Linked DNA regions of Gossypium hirsutum: region 2 is linked to region 1. A link is a contact called in public Hi-C data. All regions are on one chromosome and are shown on one strand. Each heading gives the region's core, a stretch centred on a gene start, on an enhancer-like site or on the middle of the called end of the contact. The rest is flanking DNA. Distances are from core to core; before and after follow the strand shown. Region 1 holds the start of LOC107955008 (mediator of RNA polymerase II transcription subunit 19a). Region 2 holds the start of LOC107955016 (FRIGIDA-like protein 3).

Evidence for each region. Hi-C and Micro-C count contacts between places; a contact is called where the count stands out from the background.
Region 2: a Hi-C map of leaf shows a contact between it and region 1, with 1.7 times the contacts expected there. The contact joins the promoter of LOC107955016 here to the promoter of LOC107955008 in region 1. A contact is called at or near these places in 3 of 34 Hi-C or Micro-C datasets (all in leaf).

What each region holds. Positions count from the first base shown.
Region 1 is chrD07:53,455,306-53,462,925 of Gossypium_hirsutum_v2.1, reverse strand. LOC107955008 (mediator of RNA polymerase II transcription subunit 19a) reads right to left here and starts at 3,214. Exons shown (of 8, transcript XR_005916384.1): 1 at 3,096-3,214; 2 at 2,785-2,900; 3 at 1,602-1,667; 4 at 1,067-1,356; 5 at 644-877; 6 at 273-327; 7 at 1-91.
Region 2 is chrD07:53,609,422-53,617,041 of Gossypium_hirsutum_v2.1, reverse strand. It overlaps LOC107955016 (FRIGIDA-like protein 3), which reads right to left and starts at 4,006. Exons shown (of 4, transcript XM_041097841.1): 1 at 3,752-4,006; 2 at 1,594-2,651; 3 at 782-954; 4 at 1-353. The coding sequence starts at 2,641.

The DNA of each region.
Region 1 (7,620 bases), core at 1,965-4,464:
GAAAACCATCTGAGACAATATGAACTAGAGAGCCACCCTTTCAGCCTGCTACTTTAATTGCACCAACTTCATCAATTTTTGAGCTTTTATGCTGCATCAAATTAATTACGTACTTTGATAAGCATGATGAGAAAGTAGTTAGAAGACAAAGTCTATGGGCACCATTCTAGGACGAAATGAAGAGTTAGTGCTACACATATCACAAATATGAAAGATAATCCACATAACGCAACAGAACAGAGCATAATCCACAATTAGGTGCATTACCTTACTTTTTTTGTGTCTGTGAACATCACTAAGATCTTCATCTCCATCATGCTTCCTTTTCTGAAAATATATGAATTATAAAGAATTTTACATGGAATTCCATTTAAAATTAATCTAATTTCAAGATAAAAGTTTTTGATATACTTTCAGAAGACAAATTAAAATACAAACTTGCACAGGAGCACAGACCACGGTAGTTTAATTCCCGGGATCAGCACAACTGCTTATTTTTACTGATCAAAAGAAAACATCCCATGCATAGCTCAAAAGAAACAATGTTATTCTTGAACAAAGAATGGATAAATTAACAGACTGACTTTAACCATTTTTCCACTATACTCTGGACAAAACGTGTAAGAGGTAACAAACTTCCAACCTTTTCATGGTGCTTTTTTGAGTGATCAGCACCAGAATCATGATGCCCACTTCTATCCTTCTTTTTTTCCTTGTCTTTATCTTTACTTCGATCTTTATCTTTATGACGGTGCTTGTGCTTCTTATGCTCTTTATCCTTGTCCTTATCTCGGTCCTTGTGCTTTTTATGCTTCCTGTCCTTATCTTTAGCTTCACTCTTTGACTTCCCAGCAATAGTAGGAATCCCTTTTTCACTCTAATAAACAAAATGGTTAACAACTCCAACAGAAGTGATGCCTATTGAAGATAAATATTGTAAATAACAAAATAAACTATAGGGCCATTAATTTTTTACCAATTTACTGATTAATGGCATAATACCTAGAACCACCCTTTAGATTAAAAAACTTAAATAAGGGTAGTCTCAAAGCAGTAAATTTCTTACCACTGGCAATTCAACAGGAGTGGTTTCACTCAGCTGGAAAGCCTCCTTAAGAATATCAAGGTCAAAAGGCTGTATACGGACATTAGAGTCTCTGTTATGAGATGTATTCTGAATAAGCTGGTCCAGCTGCATCCCTTCTCCTTTTCTAATTTCAGTATCTCCCACCACATTATGAAGATAATGTGTATCTGAGATTGATACTGGAAGAGGTCTCTTGCAGAAGAAGTCATGGTGAGGCAATAACTTATAGTGACTTATAAGATCAACAGCACCGCTAAGTTCCCTCGGTCCTAAAGAAAACAGTTTCTTGTTAGTTGAAAAAGAAATATAACAATAACAATAACAATAACAATAACAACAACAATAACAACAACAACAACAACAACAACAATAATACCATATAACTTTACATGAAATTACTGTTACCTCAGGAATTTTCAATCCAAAAACTTCAAATGGACTGAACAAATCCAAAAACAAATGCAATGAAAACAAAGAGAGTGCAATAAAAAATCCACATTCTAAACAATAGTACCTCCTCCAAATTTCTTGCCTTCAGGATCCATGAGTTAATGATTCATGAAATATGTATCATCATCAGCTGCATTTTTTAGCGAAAGTCAGGAAAAACATCCACGAATAATCAAAACATCTATAAAAGTAAACAAAGATTACAGTAGATCTTCAGTAAGTTAAGCATAATCATCACAGGCAGCCTGCCCTATAGTGCAGAAGGGTCTTGCATATTAAAAATAAAAAAGCATACAAAACCTAGTCAGTACATCCTTTTTTCCAATTTGTTCACCTTCTGTGGCAGGCATGTAAAACAAGCATCTTACAAATTTCAAGTTCCAAAGCCAACTTTCACATCAAATATGCTTCCCCAGTGCAGCAATTAAATCTCTTTGCCCTCATCTTTCTTACAATTTTATTTATGTTCAATTATATAACTAGTACCAAAATATGTGCAGTAGGGTGAAAGATATGCCAAGAGAAACCGATAAAGGCCAACTTGGTAACCATATAACCCTTTGATTTCAATTCAAAAAGCAAAATGGAGGCAAACGCAGAATTAATATTTACATTAAACATATCAATAGAGGTTCATGATTGGATCCAGTAGGAAGCAATTGGCCCACTAACAGCTCAACTTTTGAGAATACCTTAGCATTAATTTCCTAAGCAAGCCAAATAATAGCATATGTAACTTTAAAAATAAATTCTAAATGCCTAGTTAATAGTCATAATTTAAAGAGAGTTTTCAAGCGATGGCAGTTTCAGGTGCACTGAGAAATTGAAATTACCCTCATGTAGAATAATACCTTAACTCCAAGAATTTCCAGTTTAGTTTCCTCTAAATTTGTTATGTGTGGATCATTAATTGGTTATGTGGAAATAAGAAGCATTGATAAAGGTTATTTCTTTACTGGTTCAAGCAAATTTAGACACCAGAATTACAGATTTAAAATAATTTGTTCGCAATTTTTTCTCAATTTCTCACTTCCACAGATTTTTTTTTCTCGGAATCTTAGGACATATATAAATTTCCAAGAGAGAAAAACAGACATGAGGAATAACTGCCGAAAGAATATTTTTCCAAACAATTACTAATTGTCTATACATAAGAATCAGAAAGAAAACCCAATCATAATTTACCATTGCAAAATTTAAAATAAAAACATTAGAGGGGAAGAAGAAAAAGAAGAAATCAAGAATACCTCAAACATGAAATCGCAAGTTCGCCGTGTTACTTTTTTCAGATCACGGGAAAGCAAAGCACAAAATTTCGAAGTTCCTTTTCTCTTCTTCTACTCAACTCACTCCTCACGCTTTTCTACCAGTAAAAAATTACCAAATCCAAACAAAAATCAAAACCGCACAAATTTTAAAACAAAGAAAAGGGGAAAGGAGAAGAAATTGAGCAGCGAAACCAAGAGAGGGAGAAAAAGGACGGAAGGGAAGGGAGTGGAAGGAAAGAGATGGTAGATCAGAGAAAGTTCGAGAGAGTTCTAAAAGAAGAAAGTCGTACTTTTCTAGGGTTTGGAAGGAGACGAACGACGATGCTAATAAATTTTACCTCTGAGGTTTTTGGGGTCCGTAGCTTCGCTCTCTGGATCTCGGGGTGTTTAGTTACCTTATTTGTTTATTTATTTTTTAATTTTTTTATTACTATAATAGTTTTTGTTTTTAGGGTGGGATCGAAGAGCGTCGGGTGAATCGGGTAATTCCACGCTTGCCAATGTTTTTCTCTACACACTCGCACGACGAGGGACCCCAGCCAAAAATGTGGGAAATTTTTTCCTTTTGTTTTTTTAGTAATTGGACTTAAAGTCACTAAACTATTAATAAATTTATATTTTAGTAACTTAACTTTAAAATATTACAAAATGATAGTTAAACTATTCAAAAAATTTCATTTAAATCACTGAACTATTTGAAAATTTTTATTTAAGCTATTGGATTGTTAAGCTTTTTTTTTTTTGTAAAGTCTAGCTAGCTTGTTCCAAGCAACAATTCGACGATTAGTAGGTAAATCAATACCTATTGACAAGTACAAAAATATACCTTAGATTCAAGTTGATCTAGCGATCAATATTGGAGATTGAAGAAGAAAGTTGTTTGGATTTTAGTTCATGAATTCATAACATTCAAAATTGTTTCATAAAAGAAAATTGAACTTTAGAAGAGAAAGGAAATGAGAGCTTTTTATTAGTGTCGACAATGCAAATAGAGAAGGCCATACAACGTTGATTTTAATAGCCTTATGACTTAAATGAAAACTTTTGAATAATTCAGTAACTATTTTGTAACTTTTTGAAGTTGAGTAATCAAAGCATAAACTTACTAATAGTTTTGTGATATTGAGTGTAATTTATCCTTTTCTTTTAATACATTTATATTTTATACATGAAATAATATTTGATATACTTCTAGTGGAGTTCTTAGACTCCACAATCAAGGGAGTTGACAAATAAGAGTATAGTAAAACATTAAAAATAAATAAATATTTAAGAAAAGTTATACGTGACAAATTTTGTTTGTAGAATAAAAAAGTATATTGCCACTCAAATACTAACTCTTTATACATTTTGTTTGTTTTATGAAAAATATTTTTTATATATTATTGTCTTTATTTTATGAAAAATAACTTAGTTAACAGAAAAAAATTACTGGTCAACAAAAAATAAGTTATTTTGGTCTAAAAATGACTTCTCCTATTAAAAAACATAAGTAATTTTCAAAAAAACAATTTTTTATGAGTAACTCATTTTTATATAAAATTAACTTGAATAAAGTACAATATTATTATATTAATAAGAAAATTTTAATTTTACAAAATTATTTAAAATTTTAAAATTATATATTATAATTTTCAAGATTTTTTATAATTGTGGGTAAGGTTGGTGTTGCCAAAGATTAAACCTAAGTTTTCATGCTATGACACAAATACTCTTGTCACTAGGTCAAAAGATTATTGGCATTTTTCAATATCTTTAAATGTATATATTTATATTTAATAGTATAATAATTTATTAACATAATTTAATATTTTAATAAAATTATTTAATATTATGATTTTAAATTAATAAAAAATTTTAACATTAATAATAATTTTAAATTTTGAGTAATATTCTTAATATTTTATTGAAAAAAATTATATTAATATTTTAATAATAAATATATATTAAATTCATAACTATTTAATAATAAATATTCTATAGTATAAAATATGAATATTTTAATAATATAAATACGGTTACTTGTTTAAATCCTACTTAAAATTTTTTTTATCACTTCTAGCTCCAATTTGTCACTTTTTGCTCTCATATAGATATATATAATATATGTAACTTCAAATTAAATTTTAATTAGATATTGATTATTATTATGTCTATAAATGATCTTATTATTATAAAATAAATTATTATTGTTAAAGGGAATACTTCTATAATATTTTGTAAAAAAATATGTTGTATTTATTTAACTGAAAATAAGTTTCAAAAAAAGATTTTAAGAAAATTTGCTAAACAATGAAAAATATGTTACACAGAATCATCAAATAACAAAAAATATTAGGGTGCGTTTGGTTTCAAGAAATAATGATCTTTTTTATTTTCATTTTTATTGGAAAATAGAAAATTAAAAATAGTGAAGAAAACATGTTTGGTTAAATTTTTTGAAATTGATTTTTGAAAAATGAAAATAAAAATTAGAAAATAAAAAAAATATGATTTTTGTTATGAATATCTTATTAAGTAGATATCCATCATGATCAATATAAAATTTATTAAGTAGATATCCATCATGATCAATATAAAATTTTAATATACTTTAAATTCTAATAGTTATTAAAATTAGATCTCTACTTCTTTTATACTTCTTATGCCTATAAATAGAGACTCTGGTGAAGCATTGTAATCATCTTTTTTGATCAATAAAATGCATTCTCTATTGCTTCCCTTTTTTTTTTGTTCTTTAGTCTCTTTATCTCTCTTTATTTTATAACACGTTATTAGCACAATCTTGCTCAAAGTGATTGTTCATTTTATCGACAATCAAATTTATTCTTCATAATTTTCAATATCTTTGACGGCAATATGCAAAGTTTTTACAAATGGTGAAAGATTTGATATCATTATCTATATGAAATCGAGAAGTAAGGTTCACTCTCAAAGTTTACTTTTTGATATTTGCTTGGGGATGATCTCTTTTTCTTCATTATAAAGGATGTTTATAATCACTACTTCTCATTCATGGTAACATAAGTCAATCTAATCAACTTCTTTTGAAATTTGATTTAAATTCTATTAAAATGTTCAATTTATATAATTCACTATTCGTATCTCTATGAATTTATAAAACTCTTCACGCATTTAGTTATTGGGATTTTTATGTGGAGATAAATATTTTTTCAATTTTAATATAATTGATTGGTTTAATTTTGATTTTGATTAAGATATATTATTATTGCGGAATGTGAGCAAAAATACTTACTTGTCATGAATTTTGAGATATTCACCATTTCTGTGATAATTTCATATCATTGTAAAATTTGAGATGAAATTATGTTATAAGAGGTGGATGTTAGAAAATGTTTATGTTTAAACTTTTATAGCTATAAAGTTATTTTAATTTGACATTATAATATTTTGTATTTTATTGTGGTATGATATATAAAATATATATTATCTAATCACAATTATTTATATTAGTGACATGAATTTATTATTTGTTACGTTTAATATATGTTTTATTTATACCTATTCATTTTATTTTTATATGAACAAATAAAATTTTATTTAAACTAAATTAAACATTCATTAAGGTTATACAATAAAATGATTATATGCTCCTAAAGAGCTAATATTGCATCAAACTATAAAAAGCTCTTTAAGAACTTATATTTTAGCTCCTTATGATGCAAAATTTTATAAAATATAATATTAATTTTCAGATCAAGAAGATATATGTTGAATAAAACCTTCATGTGTTTTACATTAAAATCATAAATATAAATAACATGAGATACTCATGTATTTGTATTATATACATTCCCCGAAGGAATACATTACACTATATGATTGAAATATCTTATGTGCTCCTGTAGTAGCAATATTGTGAAAATGACTTCAAAAGTATTTTCGAATGATCTCATACCTTCTAGTGGCTAAGCAAAATAATAAGTTACTAATGAAAAACTATGAAATTCTTCCCACTAGTTTTGCTACATTCCTTGAAGTGAATGTAGCAGTACATAACAACTATGAAAAATGAAAATATAGAGATCATGATTGTTGCTGTAATTGAGGATGTGATTGGAGACTAATCATGACAACATGAAAAGATAATGTAACACCCCAAACCCGGCCCAGACGTTATGGCTGAATTCGGAGATGTCACAAAAAAGGGTTTTGAAAACTGAGTCGTTACGATAAAACGTTCCAGTATTATAACACATATTCGTTTAAATCTATTATCGAAAACATTATTTACCTAATTAATTTACCAAAGCGTAATTTAAAGCGGAAGTCATAGAAAACGTTATTTTTGGAAATTCCCATTCATGTTTTTGGAAAACCTTTATTTTAGTGAAAACTACGTTTTTGAGTATCTGTTGCAATTAAATGTTTAAAACAAAAATCCCAAAAATTAACCAGACACTCTGGAGAGTCCAATTATTACAAAACTCCCAGAAATAAACTTTAAATTAAAGTAAAACCACAATATTTAATAGTTTACGAATTCGTGGTCACTGAGAGGCTCCGCCACACCGATCTGCCTAAGTCTAAGGATTACCTGAATAGAACAAACAGACAGATATGAGTATTCGTAAACTTAGTGTGTAACCCAACAGAAATATACACAAAAATCTCATGCACAGTTAGATACAGATAACAGAATCGGATATACAGAACAAATATACAGAATCCTACCCCTATCCTCTACACACCAACCCTGACCAACTCATCACACCATGTGGGGTTAAAAATACCCACCCATCCCTAACACCATATTGTATCATTATGACACATATCTGATATTATGCAGCCAAA
Region 2 (7,620 bases), core at 2,757-5,256, 150 kb before region 1:
AAGTTGTAGGTGGCAGAACCAAGAAGAGAGGGGCCGTGGTTGTCAGCAGGTCCGGAGTAAACATAAGGTCTGTCATAAACGTACTGCGGGTACCTATCAGTGGTTCTAGAATAGAATGGTTTGTCAGCAGCTACATTAGTGACTCGTGGACCATATCCTGCACCATTGGCACGAGCTCTCTTTGTTTGAGGCTTTGCAGCTTCAGTTGATCCCTTCTTGTCTGCTTTAACCTTCTCCAATAGGAGAACCCGCTTCTGAAGTGGATCAATAGGGTATTGCTCCTCAATATTATGCTCCTCAATGCACTTGATCACAGCCTTCAGAGCTGCCAACTCTCGCTCACTAAACTCAATCTGAAAATACAGAAGAAAGTTTTCAGCCATTTTCCAATATGCAGCAAAAAATTAAAAAAAAGTCTCACTAGCATGAAGTAGAGCAAAAATATTCTTCTGCATTGAAATGGCAAGAACAAATTGCCTTCAGGGCCACATCCAAACAATTACTAAAAAATTTAACTACCAAAAGGTCTCAGGTTTATGAAAGGTACTGTAAGTAAGAACTAACTAGCCAAATCATCCCAAATGATCCAACAAGATCCAAGCATGTTAGATGGCTAACGGGACAGAAAGCTGGTCCAATCTGCTTCAGACATGGCCTTGTGGACAAAAACAGCAATAAGGACTTGTCCCTCAAACATTTGGTTAAGATATTGTCAACCAAACTATATTCAACCAATATTAGGCAAACCAATCCCCTTGAAGTAGAGGAGTAAAGAACACACCTGAGCAGTAGAAGAGGAATTTCCAGGCTTAACAGGTGAAGAAGCTTTTCTTGCCTCCTTCAAGTAGGCCTTCAGTAAAGGTACAGGCAAGAACTGCACTGTAAGATCAAATGCAAAAGCCAGATTAACCGCATCAATCTGCCTTCCATTATTCACCAGAACTTCAATTACACCTGAAATATGGAAAGATAAATAAAAGTAAAGTACGAATTAACCAGAACCAGTACAAATGGAAGAAATGATTGATTTTCTACAACAGTATTCCATGTGTAATTCACAGTTCTTGTTCTAAGACTTAGAAGTACAATTCAGGGAGGAAAAATAATAGATTAACATTGCTTGTGTTCATCCCACACAATTGGATAAATATCTGAAAGTGCCAGACAACGGTCATCCAAAATGAAGGATGGTCCACTGAACTCCAAAATAGCATTTTAACAACAATATTGTTTAAAGAATATGTAAAATAAAAAGCATTTAGGAACTTGAAGATGCTTATCAGTTTAAGAGCAAAGATTAGTTTCCCCGGTTCTGATGGCTTGAAGTTGCCTAAGTTAGGGGGAATAGAAAAAGTCAGTTAATTTACAAGGTCTCACCTGACCTTTTTTTTTAATTATGCTGAAAGTCTACTTGAAATAGTTAGTTATATCAGTTTTACAAAAATGGAACGGAAGAAATATAATGGATGTATAAGGTAAACCCATGGTGAATGGAGAAAGATTCAAGCTCATTGTTCAGAATCACTCGTTTTTTTTTTCCAAACAAACAAGTATTCTATGCAATGTTACTATGTAAGTTCATACTACACAAACCTGGCATTTTTTCAGACAAACCAAGGGACCGGCAGAGATCAGCTGTTTGACGACGACGAGAGACCATTGGTATCAGCCTTGACAGTTCTTCCTCATTGAAGTCAGAAGCAATACCAAAAGTGGCAAGAAGTTGCAGGAATGCATGAGCTTCCAATGAATTACCATTACTAGCATCCATGTCAAGAGCATCCAACTTTGGTTTCCATTCCTCAGCAATTAACTTTGCTTGCCCCCTAACATCTTCTGAGATTAAAGCAGAAACAGAAACCATATCCATATTCCTTAACAAAAAGCTAAGACATTCCATCAACATAATACAGGTTCGCCTAAGACCCAGTAGATTTGAATCTTTCTTTCGATCCACATTTGGTGCTTCTAAAAGGTAAAATCCTTTCAAAGATTCCAGGACCAAATAAGCTGGGCTTGCTGCAGCCTTCAACGCCCAAGGAATTTCCTCCTTTAAGGCAGCAAGGTTCTTGCGATTATCTGATATAAACTTGTGTAGTCCTTCAGAGTCCATCTCTTCACAAATTTTTACCAATTGGGGATAAGATTTCACCCCGAAATTTCCATTTTCAGAAGAACATTTTATATCCTCTGAGTTACTTTCGGAAGCTACAGAATCAGGGGGTTTCTCCTCAACTGACAGTTCACCACTGTCTCCATCACAGCTATCAGCAGGCTCCTCAGGTGATACTTTCCTATGCTTTTCTAGAGCATTACTAATGGCAAAAACAGCAGCATCTCTCTTTTCTTGTAACCTCACTAGTGAAGCTTGTTCTTTAGCAACAACAGCAGCTTCACGCTTCTTCAACATTTCTCGAGATTTCCTAGTTTTTGTCTCAAACTCCTTTTCTTGGTCTTCTAATTCATGGAAGCGTCTCTTCAAGGACTTCTCAAGCCCATGGAAATGTTCCTCAAGTTCTTTCCATTTCAGATTAAGTGTTACAGCACGATGACTTTCAAGTTCAGCAAATGCTTTCTGAAGCTGCTGTATCTTAGTAGTTGTTGAGTCTATGAGTGTTGCAACCGACTGCTTATCTTCCATGACAAAAAACCTGAAAGAGAAAGACATCAGCCAGGATTGGACCCCCCACTGCAGCAGTAGAGAGAGAATATAGAACCAAACAGATTTTCTAGAGTACAAAATCCTTCTCTAATCTTGTTGTAGCAAAAGGGAAAGGTAAACGGAAAACAAAAATATTAATTAAATATCAGGGAAGATAAAGTTCAATATAAGTAAACACATTTTCATTTCAAAGAATCCAACATTGTCCGCGAAAATAGTAATAAGTTAATAACCAAATAAAGCAATAGAAATTCAAAAGCAACAAATTTACTTTGAATCAGAACAAAATTTCACCCCCAAACAATAAATGTTAATCCACAAAAAGAGTTCTAGTAATCCTCTCACGGTAATAAATACTTTCCATAAACAGATCACAATGATCTAAGCTCCCTTTTGGAAGATAATAAGTTTCAGCAAATCAAAGCTTTTCCTACCTTTATCTATTTCCCAATTCTAAAATATCCTAACTTAATAAGGACCACTTAAAAGAAGTTCAGTTCCATCAATAATAATAAAACAGATTAACATATTTCCAAATATAATTACCATAGTTATCACTCAAAACTTCAGCATCATTAAGTTCAAAGTAAACATTCCTTTATTCCTTGAGTAGAAAACCCACAAGTTAAACTTTAGAACAAATATTATAACTAAGCGATCAAGGCACAAAAATGAGAGCTCCAACTTAACCCTAGAAAGCCTAATCAGAAAGGTGCAGTTTTCCAGTAAAACGTAGCCACTCTCACCAGTGATTTTACAAGTTCCGAAATCACAGAAAGATACCAACGACCCAAAGATCGTAAACCCAAAACAAGCACAGATCACCTAACCTAAAAATAAAGGACATGATCAGAACAGAACAGCGAATTTTTCGCTGCAGACGAAAGGGAACAAAAGAAGTAGACGAGTTTTGGCAGTTCAAAAACACATTTCCCGAAGTGAAGAAAAATTAAACAGATTTGAAGAGAAAAAAGAGGGATTTTTAATTTTTTTATGACGGGTTAAAAAAAAAGGAAGAAAGTGCCGATCCGGAGAAGAGAGTGAAAACGACGGGAAAAGAAAGAAATAGCGAGGGAGAGAGACAATTACCTGATTGATTCAAACGGAAATGGGGTAACAAAGTGTCCTAATTCGATAAAGATTCGAATTAATCACTCCATTTTTTGTTTCCTCTTTTTTTCAAAGAAGGTTTGGTGTTTTGGGATAGTGGATATTTGTGGCTGCTACCTATCCTTTAATCACTAGAGAGAGAAAGAAAGAGAGACTAAATGAAACGAAAGCTAAAAGATAGTGTTTTTTCCCTCTTTTCCTTTATCATTATTTTATTCAGCATTTATTGAGAATGGGATTATTCACTTCATTCAATTTCAGACATTAAAACTTACTTAAATTCAAAATTGTTGATTATTTTAGATTAAGGATTAGCTCAATTGACACGAGTATTATTATCAATACATGGAGACATAGATTTATGTGTGTTGAATCGAATTATCCTTTTATTTATGAGTTGACAAAGGGTTTTGGATAGTTTTAAATATTATGTCAAAGAACAGATATGATTTGAACTTATAACAATATTGTTGAAATAAATTTTGTTTATTATTTTAATGTTTCATTTAAATATGGTTGAACTAAACAAATGAGGTGTCATTTCAACTTTAAATGTAACTGGCATTAGTCGAGTTAAATTTTTGGGGAAAATAAAGCTTAATATACCCTTAAATATTTGAGTTTAATTTTTTTTAATGCAAAATTTGTGTTTTGTTAAGGGTAAGATATTTAGTTGACCACTCAAAATTAAATTCTTACAATTTCGTCACTCTATTTTTAGGATGTTTTTATTTTAATCATTTAACCATTAAATCTTTAACAACGGTTAAATTGTACATGTCATATCATGTTCGCACTTTTATTTTGGTCACTCAAAAAATATATTTTTTTAATATTGATCGGGGTAAAAAAACATTAAGGATTTCAGTGAAAAAAGGTACAAACTAAAATAATGCTTTAAAATTTGTCAAATTCTACTTGTTTACCTCATTGCCAGAAGTTCTAATTTTTTTTCAATATTGAAATTTTAAATTTCAAAACATCGAAATCGGCTAAATAAGTTATTGAAAATATTGTATCTATTGACAATGCAAAACAATTTGTTACTATAATATTATAATTAATTAAATCAATTAATTTAGTATCCTTTTAAATCTTAAAATCTTATTTTATGTTTCTAAATTAAAATCAACTCAAATAAATCATCTTTAATGATTGTACATGAAACTCAAATTTCTTTTAATTATATGGTCTCGAGTTTTTCATATTAAGCAAAAAGTAAAGAAAAGTTCTTACAATTAATTTAATTAATTAATTAATATTTCATGCCAAGCAAAACCCATAATTTTTCATCACTTTTGTTACCCAAACGAAGAACAAGCACTTAATTTAATTAATTGCAATGATTTTTCTTTGCTTTTGGTGAAAAATTCGAGATTATATAATCAAAAGAAATTTATGTTTCATAGACAATTATTAAATATGAGTTATCGAGTTGATTTAATTAAGAATAATATGGAAATATAAAATAAAATTTTAAAATTTAGGAGGAGATTAATTTAATTGATTTCAATATTACAGTAACAAATTGGTTAACTTGAGTTCTATTTTTTGAAATTTAAAATTCCAATTTTGAAAAAATTAGAACTTTCATAAATGTGATAAACAAGTACAATTTGACAATGTTTTAATGCATTATTTTAGTTTCTATCATTTTTTTACTTTAATCCTTAATTTTTTTACCTCGATCAATACTTAAAAGAAAATATGTTTTTTTTTGTGACCAAAATGGAAGTGTGAACATGATATGGCGTGTATAGTTAACTGGCGTTAGAGATTCAACGATTGGGTGACTAAAATGAAAGCACCTTAAAAGTTGAGTGACGAAATTGTAACAATTTTATTTTGGATGATCAAAATGAAAGTGCCCTAAAATTTAGGTGACCAACTAGGTAATTTATTTATTTTAATGTAAGTATTCATATTTAGCAAGAGAAACTTATGGTGTTAACTTTTTTTATATTTAATTAGAGTTTTATAGTTAATTTAATAAAAATTCATAATTAACAATTAATTTAATTTAATTTTAAAATTTGAAAAATATAATTTTCGTTCTAATAAATTAAACACAAATTTTAAACAAATTCACAATAAAAATTTAAATTTATTCTATTAATAAAAATTCAAACCCAATATTATTAATAATAAATTTTTATCAAATTAACCGTAAATATGGAATTAAATACTAGAAAATTAACATTGTTATCTTTAAATACTAAAATATATAACTTTTTGTTAAATATAAATACTACATAATTTTGATTGGATTTAAATATATTTTAAAAACAATATAATTTATTTAATAAACTAACGGTTTGTTCAACCTACAATGATTGGTCTAAATTTTAAGAGATTTATGTGGCCTATTCTGCTGTTTATTTAAAGACTTAATGAATATTTTAGAAAATATTAAATAATTTAATGTTTTAGTACATAATTTCAGTATAAATCCGACGCAGTTCAACGAGAATCTGATGGACACACTGTAAAGCCATCTCTCTTGCTTTTTATTCCTGGAGCACTCTGCTCTTTCTTCTGTTGGAAATTTTAAAAAATGGAATATTCGCTTCGTTGTAAAGTTATCTGTAAATGGTGGGGAGTTAGTGAGGTTGAGGAGTGCTCTTAAAGTTGAGTCAACATTCGACTCAGACAAAGATTTGAAACATGTTCGGATTTAGAATATTGCACCGACGATTAAAAGGTCTTGTCTGAATATTTTCAGCGACCTGGGCTTGGCCCAATAATATTCTTTTATTAAAACATCTAATTCGACTTTTGGTGTAATTTCAGTCTTTCATTTCTAGACCCAACTTCAACAACTTTTATGTTTGAATTCGTAACTGTCTCTCGTTGAGGATGTAGTGTGTTTTATCATTATATCTAACACTTATTTATAATATTAAAATGATTTGGAGAATTGATACAAGCTTTCATTAAGAGATGTTGATTGGTTGTGTTTCTTTAGATTGATGGTGTGGTGTATTGGGAAGAATCGAAACCTTCTCATTTTTCAAGGAAGTCAGTGGAGCGTTGATGAGATAATTAAAAATTTCTACAGTTGGGCCATACAGTGTAATTATTCACAAAAGTCTTTGTGTTTTGCAAGACCGAGTATAAGGATATCAGATAATGAGGAAGGTAATTGGGTTTGTCTGTATAGGGATGGCACTATGAAGTTAGACCCTAGGTTGGCTTCTACAGGAGGAGCATTGAGAGATCGATATGGGGGTTGGATAATTGGGTACAACAAGAATTTGGGTCGATGTTTTGTATTAAATGTGGAATTATGGGGTATCTTAGATGGCTTGAAGATAGCAAAAGATTGAAATTATGATAGAGTGTCTATCAAAACAGACAACAAGGATGCTATTGAGGCTATTCATGAATCATTCTCAAAGGCATCTCCCTCAGCACTTATTCGACATATTCAACACAACTTGATGGATATTGGTAAATGGAAGCTTGAATATATTTCTCAAGAAATGAACCTGAAAGCTCATTTTATTGTAAGTGAGCTTTTGATAGAAATGAGGATCTTCAATTGGTTGATGAGATTCCTTTAGATTTGAGTAGACCTTTGTAATTAATTTATTTTTTTCACCAAAAAAATATTAAAATAATTTTAATCATTAAAAAGTAATTTTGAAAGAACTTACTAGAAAACTTCAAATTTATTAATCCTTCGCCAAAATTTTGTATTTTTATTTGCAGTGTTTTCTTTTTCCAACTAGGAGGTCCATAGCATTTCCATCTAGTTTTTGGAAAAAATTTACAAGAAAGATCTTAATATTTAGGAGGTGTTTGGTTCACTAAATCTTAGGTTACATTTCATAATAGGATTATAATAA